Regions from separate parts of the Rattus norvegicus genome. Here region 2 is linked to region 1. Evidence: chromatin contacts called from public Hi-C data. All regions are on one chromosome and are shown on one strand. The core of a region is the stretch at or near the end of the contact, and the rest is flanking DNA. Distances in the headings are between cores, read along the strand shown. Region 1 holds the start of Fam120a (family with sequence similarity 120 member A). Region 2 overlaps Fam120a (family with sequence similarity 120 member A).

Evidence for each region. A called contact is a pair of places that touch in the nucleus more often than the background predicts.
Region 2: a Hi-C map of Schwann cells shows a contact between it and region 1, with 1.5 times the contacts expected there. The contact joins the enhancer-like site here to the promoter of Fam120a in region 1. A contact is called at or near these places in 2 of 12 Hi-C or Micro-C datasets (Schwann cells and liver) and 1 of 1 datasets of contacts at active chromatin or transcription factors (oligodendrocytes).

The regions. Positions count from the first base shown.
Region 1 is chr17:15,889,032-15,892,782 of GRCr8, forward strand. Fam120a (family with sequence similarity 120 member A) reads left to right here and starts at 1,580. Exons shown (of 18, transcript NM_001191816.3): 1 at 1,580-2,089. The coding sequence starts at 1,616.
Region 2 is chr17:15,935,226-15,939,255 of GRCr8, forward strand. Fam120a (family with sequence similarity 120 member A) reads left to right here. Exons shown (of 18, transcript NM_001191816.3): 6 at 2,673-2,770; 7 at 2,959-3,242. Among named protein-coding and RNA genes, the nearest start is that of Fam120a, 47 kb to the left of the region's middle. Within about 2 kb of position 2,731, at least 6 of the 93 cell types and tissues checked have an H3K27ac peak or open chromatin away from gene starts, as enhancers often do. A contact at or near this core is called in Schwann cells, where this site is marked.

The DNA.
Region 1 (3,751 bases), core at 330-2,829:
ACAAAACTCATGCTCAATCTTGTATACTAGCGGTGAATTTTAAAAAAAGTGATTATTTGGGGGACAGTATTATTTAGCGAGGCTTTAAAGTGCAACCCTAATTTCTAAATGACATGTAACCCTGGCCTCATCAATAATTTTATACATAAGAGGCATAACTTACCAGGTTGTAAAAAAAAAAAAATTAAAGAAAATCCATCAAGGCACTAAGAGCATTTCATTTGTCTACATCACATGGGCCTGTGTTTGAGACTGTTGGAAGAATGGGGTGTTATGATCACGGTACATGGTATACACGCATGAAACTATCAAAGAATAAAAAGTATTCTTTAAGGGAAAGAAAAAAGAAACTATGGAATTCAGTTTGCCCCTTCTCGAAAACTCTGATGGGGACTTTGAGTCTGCATGAATTTGGTGATCAGTAGCGCTGTGAGACGAACGGGTCACTCCTGTGTCTAGTGCACCCCGCTCCAGCAGTGGCTTGTCCAGAAAAAGAACAGATGAAAAATTGGAGGTAAGGGAAAAAACCGCTCCTTTAAACTTTATTTATTTATTTATTTATTTATTTATTTATTTATTTATTTTTGGTCGATAAGGTGTCTTGCCCAGGCTGGCTTCCAATTGGATGAGATGACCTTGAACTTCTGATCCTCTAGCCTCCGCTTCCAGAATGCTGGGCTTACAGCCTGCGCAACACGTAGGAATCGAACCCTGGGCCCGGAAGATGCCAGACAAGCACTGTGCCAATTGAGCCACAGGTCCAGGTCCCCTTCGGGCGACTTCTCGTTCAGGACGTTTGGTCCTGGCTCAGCATACCTACTGTCCGCACCTGGGTTTGGCGGGACTCTCGCAGCCCCAGTGGCCTTCTTAGGAGTCCCTGAGGCAGTCCACGTCCGCTCGTCTCCGGAGGGCGGCGCACCGCGGGGAGGCTTGCGGCTCTCTCGGACTCTCCTCAGCGGGGTTCCGACGCGAGGCCCTGAAAGTCCTGCCCCGGGAGCGACGCCATCTTGTCGCTGCCGTCCTTCTCCTCCTCTTCCTCCTCCTCTTCCTCAGCCGCTCGCGCTCCCAGGCTCCTGGCTTCCCCGCCCCGCCGCGGGACACACGCGGCGGAGGAGGGGCGCAAGCTGCCGGCCACGCCTCCTGGGCCCGCAGCCCTGCGCGGGGCGGAGCCGGCCTCGGAGGCCCGCGGCCTCGGGGCGCGGCCTGCACGGGCCCAGGCACCTCCCCGAGCCCGCCCGGCTGCGGCCCCCTAAGGGCCCGACAAGCCAAGCAGCGCTCCGCCTTCTCCGCCCCGCCGCCGCCCCGGGAGCCCGGCCGCGGCCCGGCGCCGCCTCTTCCGCCTCCCGCGTCCGCGCGGGCGGGCCCGACGTCAGCGCCGCCCCGCCCGGCCCAGCTTCGGCCTCGGCCTCGCAGCGCGGCGGCGGCGCAGGTCCCTCCCCAGACATGGCCCTGGGAGGCGGCAGCACATGGCGGCCGCGGCGGCCGTGAGCGCGCCCCCGGCCAGCCCCAGCCCGCCCTGAGGCTGCCCGCGCCCGCCGGCCGCGCCACGGCCCCGCCGCCCCCCGCCCCGCCGCCGCCGGCCCCGCCGCCCGCGCGCGCCCGCCTCGCCGCCGCCATGGGCGTGCAGGGCTTCCAGGACTACATCGAGAAGCACTGTCCGAGCGCCGTGGTGCCGGTGGAGCTGCAGAAGCTGGCCCGGGGCAGCCTGGTGGGCGGCGGGCGGCAGCGGCCCCCGCAGACCCCGCTTCGCCTGCTGGTGGATGCCGACAACTGCCTGCATCGCCTGTACGGTGGCTTCTACACCGACTGGGTGAGCGGCGGCCAGTGGAACCACATGCTCGGCTACCTGGCGGCTCTGGCCAAGGCCTGCTTCGGAGGCAACATCGAGCTCTTCGTCTTCTTCAACGGCGCGCTCGAGAAGGCCCGGCTGCACGAGTGGGTCAAGCGGCAGGGTAACGAGCGCCAGACAGCGCAGCAGATCGTCAGCCATGTCCAGAACAAGGGCACGCCACCGCCCAAGGTCTGGTTCCTGCCTCCGGTCTGCATGGCCCACTGCATCCGCCTGGCGCTCATCCGCTTCCACGTCAAGGTGCGGCTGGAGCCGGTTGGCTGGGGTCTCTTAGGGCTGGGTCTGGGGTCTCTTTGGGCCTGAGTCAGGGTCGGGCCTGGTGCCCTTTGGACTATGGTTCCCTTCGGGTTTGGGTCAGAGTTGGGTCTGGGGTCACTTGGACAGGAGTTACAGTTGGGCTCCAGGCCTCTTAGTGCTTGTGTTTGGGCTGGGCCTGAAATTGCTTGGGTAGCGATTGGAGTTAAGTCCGAGGTTCCTTCGGCCAGGGTTCGGGGCTTGGCCTAGGGTCTTTTTGGGCTTGGGTTTGGGTTAGACTTGGGGACGTCTCTTGGGCCGGTGTCAGCACTGAACTAGTTCCGGGAAGCCCAGCCTGACCCACAGTGAGACTTGGGTGCTCCTGCCCGTGGAAGGCCTCGGAGCAGGCCTCAGTGTCCCTCAGGGCCCCTCTTGAGACACAGCGTGTCACCATGCTCAGGCTTGCTGCAAGCTCGGCAGAGGGGGCCTGGAGCAAGATGGATGTCCGAGGCCTTTAGGCCTGGTGTGGTTGAAGTCTGTCCACACCATTCCTCCCTACTCTGGCCTGCTGTGGGCTCATAGATTTGTTCATGGGACACTCGAGGTTGGTGGACAGACCCTCACCCCAAGTGGGATTGGTGGTGTCATCTCCCACATCCTCCGTCTTTCCCCTCCTCTTGGAGGCAGGCAGGCTACCCACTGGCCTTAGCCTTAAGTGTATACCCATCTGTCAAAGTTAACCCGCCCTTTCCCAGCAACAGGTTTATCTGGGAAGTCTGTAGAATAAACGGGAGTAGATTGCCTGGGCCTTAGGCACAGGAAGCTGAAACAGCCTCCAAAGCTGTGGGAGAGGAGGAACCTTGCGTACAGACCGGTGCTGGCCTCTTAGTTCTGAAGGCAGGTACCCTGCTCCTCTACCTTTAAAAGTGTAGTGTTTGGAGAAATTGTCTACGGTAACATTTTGGCTTTAGATTTCAAGGTACTACTGTAAACTTGCTGAGATGGGCTCTTGTCAGTTCTGTGACTTTTAAAGTGGCTCCGGTCTGCATGTCTACTGTGAAGGTAGTAGTTCAGAACCGGGAAGAATTTGGGGGTCGTTTGGCATAGGCAGGGGCTTGTGAGAGCTGTTTTCCTGCTGCACAGGAAGTGTTCAGTGACCTTCAGCAGCCCTGATTGGTGGGGAAGGAGAGCTCCACATTGTCAGCCCTCTGCTGTCCCGTTGGCAGATGGTTCTGCAGCCAAAATTGGGCCAGAGAACTTAAGGGCCCGAGGTTGACTGAAAGCTGAGCACCTAACTGATCCTCAGCTTTGGTAGCTTGCATTTTCATGGTTTAAAAAAAAACAAAACAAAACCAAAAACCACTTATTTGGGTGCGGGGTACAGGGTGAGGCTGCTTCAGTTTTTAAGACTTGCCACACTGTCTTCCAGCTTGCCCTTTCTTTGGAAACTGAGCTTGAGTTAAAACTTTCAGCATGCCTCCCTCTTCCTGATCATCCCTGCTGGCAGTAGTGAGATGGTGGTAGTTAAGCCTAAAATGATTGCGGAAGTCCCACCCAGGATCCCGTTGCAATTGGTGAAGTTGTGTTTAAGTCTGTGGGTGGAGGCTGCTGGATGCTTGGTGATTGGCCCAGGAACATGGCAGATACACAGCGTGTCATTTCTCAGGG
Region 2 (4,030 bases), core at 1,481-3,980, 47 kb after region 1:
ATTGAACTCAGGACCTCTGGAAGAGCAGTCGGTGCTCTTAGCCACTGAGCCATCTCTCCAGCCCTGTTTTGGTCTTTGAATCAAAAATTCAAAAGCTTCAATTTTACATCCCTGGAAAAGTAAGACAGAGGTTGTTTTCCTTACTCCTTGGGACAAGGCTTCTCATTGCCCGGAGGCTTGCTACTTCCATTAGGCTGGCTGGCTGACCTCTGCTCCTTAACCCTGAGGTTGCAGCATGTGGGTGCTGGGGGTTTGAATCCATGTCTTCATGTTTACAGAGCAAGCACTCTTACCTGCTGAGCCATCTCTCAGTCCCAGGATATTTTAAAAGCTTACTTTATAACTATTTTGTGGTTAATATCTCTAAGTTAACAGAATAGCCCTTCAGGGCAGGATGGGAGGGAGGGCTTTGCTGTGATGTTTACAGTTAGTTGGAAGTGCTTTTAGTTTAATACCATTTCTTTAAACAGGAATCTTAATTTAATATAGAGCAAAGGCTAGGCAACTCTACGAGGGTTGTGAGTCACTGGGGTGCGTCATAGAACTGTGCTTTGGGGTCTTGGGGGAGAAAAGTCAGGGAATGCAGCTCAAAGGCACCTGTATTTGTTGCTTTTCTGTGCGTTCCTGAAGAAGTCTGTAATGCTTAGCACTTTTTTTTTTTTTTTTTTTTTTTGGTTCTTTTTTTCGGAGCTGGGGACCGAACCCAGGGCCTTGCGGTTGCTAGGCAAGCGCTCTACCACTGAGCTAAATCCCCAGCCCCAGCACTTTTTTTTTAAGCTATAAAAATACTTTATTAATTGAGCATTCTTCTTGCATTCTTTTTCTCTGTTCTTCCCACTTTGCTAATAAAGGCTGCTCTAGTATGTGTTGGTAAAAAGGACATAGGAGAGTGGCAGTGTTGCCTCTACACTGGGCCCTGTGTCTCTTCTGAGACACTCTTGTGGTAGAGAAGGGGGACCGTGGTTCTTTTCAGCTACTGCACTGGTCATGGAACAGAACAACCAATTTAAAGGGAGGCCTGTGAGCTCCCACAACAGGTCCTCAGGGTCAGTCATTTCTTAGGAAGATGTAGAAGACTTCATTCAGTTACCACAGGGTTGACAGATGAGGGAACAGTAGCTTGCTCTTGGAGATACAGGAAGCCATTGACTACAATGTGCTTTTTAGAAAATGCTGTAAAAATGTTGGCTCTGGCAGGGTTGGAGCAGTGTTTCAGAGGTTAAAGAAGTGACAGGTTCCCAGCACCCCTGTCCGGCAGCTCCAGGGGATCTGCTGCTTTTCTTCTGGCCTGCAGTCATGTGACATCTGACTGTACACACAAAATAATAGAAATACAGTTTGAAGAGAGTCTTTGGTTTTTGTGTTAATCTGTTTTGTTTGTTCAAAGGAAAGTTTGTGCTTTTTAGGGAGGTTTTAGTTGTTATATTCAAAAGTAGCATGGCCCAAGTGACCATCTCCTGAAAGTGACAACTGTAACCAACACATCCAGGCCATGCTCTCATTATTCAGAAGTTAGTGGGGGTTGGGGTTCACAACTTTAATCTGAGCACTAGGAAGGCAGAGGCCTTGGAATTTGAGGCCAGTCTGGTCTACCAAGTGAGTTCCAGGACATCCAGGGCTGCTACACAGAGAAACCCTGTCTTTAAAACAAAACAAAACAAAACAAACAGAAAGTTAAATAGAAAAGGTCAGCTACCATAAATTAACCAGACTTTGTACAGTGATTCCAATGATAATGTTTGAGCACTGCTGGATTTTATAGCATATTTTGTCCCTTCTCCTAGCTGTGACTCTGAATTACCATAGAGTCTCTTTAACAGGTGTAGTGGCTCTGGCTTCACACTTGGAGGGGAGCTGGTAGGCTTGTCACTTGTGCACAGATGCATGCGTGTTTGGTGTGTCCGCACGTGTAAATGTGCCCCATGCGTGCTCGTGCCGAGTTCACTCTTCCCTGCTGTTGGACAGCAGTTTTCTTGTTCAGTACAAAGTGGGATGCTGTGCTAGACTCTCTAGTGAGTGAGAGCCAGGGTCAGAGTCCTGCTGTGGCATTTCAGAGCTAAGAGCTGCAGTCTGGAGAGGAGAATTCTAGAGAGTTGGTAGCTTGTGAGGCTCCTGGATCCTGATGGAACTGGAGAAAGTGAGCCGTGATCTGTGCTTCTCTTTCAGCCTTTTTGGGCTGCACGGTAGCTCTCAGGAAACCCTGTGTCCACCAGGTTAGGCCAGTGAGGGGGCTAGTGTTCTCATTTATAGTCCTGGTTTGACTGTAACTTGTATTGTTTAAGAATCATCCCCACAGTTTGGTCTTGGAACTTTGCTTTCAGAGAGGCAGAGTGAGGAACTCTGGGAAGGGTACGTACTTGGCTGAGGAAGAGGTGGTCATGTGTGCCTTCATTGCCCAGTGCTGTTTAGAGCAGAGGCTAGAAAAGCCCTCTGATCTTAAGAGAGCTAAGTTTCAGAGCTCTGCCTGGTTTTATTTTTCACTTTTATAACAAGATAAGGAAACTATGACCTCTGGAGCCACATGTTAAATTTGAATTTCTAAAGGTTTCTGGGAAGAGGGGCAGCTGAAGGGGGCAAGGTATATGGGCCCTGGGCTAACTCGGGGGTATCCTGGGGATATGGCATTCTCTTCATACTTGTCTTATTATTTTCTTCCTGTATTGATAAAACAGCCCGACCAAATCCATTTGGAATGCCTGGGATGGTGCCACCATATGTTCCCCCTCAGATGCTCAACATTCCACAGACTTCTCTGCAAGCAAAGCCCGCGGTAAGGTATCCTCTGAGTCAAGTTAGTCCTGTGAGCCTTGGACATGCATTGTTTTTTTAAATTCTTGTGTTGATAGAAAGGATAGATACCAGTTTGTCAGATTAGAAATGACTGAAGAGGACAAAACTAATTCAGCCTTGCCTCAGGCCCCACCAGCCCTATACACTGATTTGTGTTCTGCATTTCAGGTCCCACAGGTGCCCAGCCCAGGGGGCACCCCAGGCCAGGCTCCATACCCATACAGCCTCCCTGAGCCTGCCCTCGCCCTGGACTCTAGCGGGAAGAACCTGACAGAGCAGAACAGCTACAGCAACATTCCTCACGAGGGGAAGCACACACCGCTGTATGAGCGCTCCTCGCCCATCAACCTGGCCCAGAGCGGCAGCCCCAATCACGTGGATTCCGCCTACTTCCCTGGCTCGTCTACCTCGTCCTCATCAGACAACGATGAGGGCAGTGGAGGGGCAACCAAGTGAGTATTCAAGATCACAGAGTGCTCTGGTGCTGCGAACTGAGGGCTTCCTTCATTCTGCAGCCCAAAGTTGTCTACCACAGGTAGGTGCTGTTTGACCTAGGTCGTGCTGTTTGACCTAGGTCTTGCTGTTTTAGCCCCAAAGCTGGAGATCCCAGGAATCTGGGCAAGTTGGAAAGTAACTTATTTATGTTGTGGCTCAAATATGAGGGTTGCTCTGCGGTGCCACCGGCCCATCAGGTACATCAACTCCCCTGACACCCTGAACCTTTGGGTTTCCTGGAGAAGAGAGCCCAAACCTTCCCTTCATCCAGACTCAGCAGCTAGTTAAAGGGACATTCTTGAAACAGCACTGTTTGCCTGGCCAGAGTGTAGAATGCTGCCTGGATTCAGATGAGACTTCTTCCTAGAGAGCATCAGAAGTCACAAATGGACAGCTGATTCAAATTGGATTGCAGAAATCTTAGTGTATCTCCCTTGTCCCCTAAGGTATTCTGTTTGGGAAAAGGGAAAGAATTAATTGTCTTTCCTGTGAGTCCAGTGTCCTTTTGCCAATTTAAGCACTGCTAATGGGACAGATAACTAGGGCAGGCTACTGCTGTGAGACTGCCCAGCAAGGCTGGTGGGCGCTGCGCTTGCCTTTGCACTCAGATGTGAGAGGTGTGAGAGGCAGTGCTCAGCGTTCCTGCAAGTTTCCCCTGGTGTATCTACTACAAAATGGGAGCTGATGCGTGTTCACCCGGGTCAGTGTTCACTGAGTCTGCACATCTCGTCTGGAGCAGAGAAAT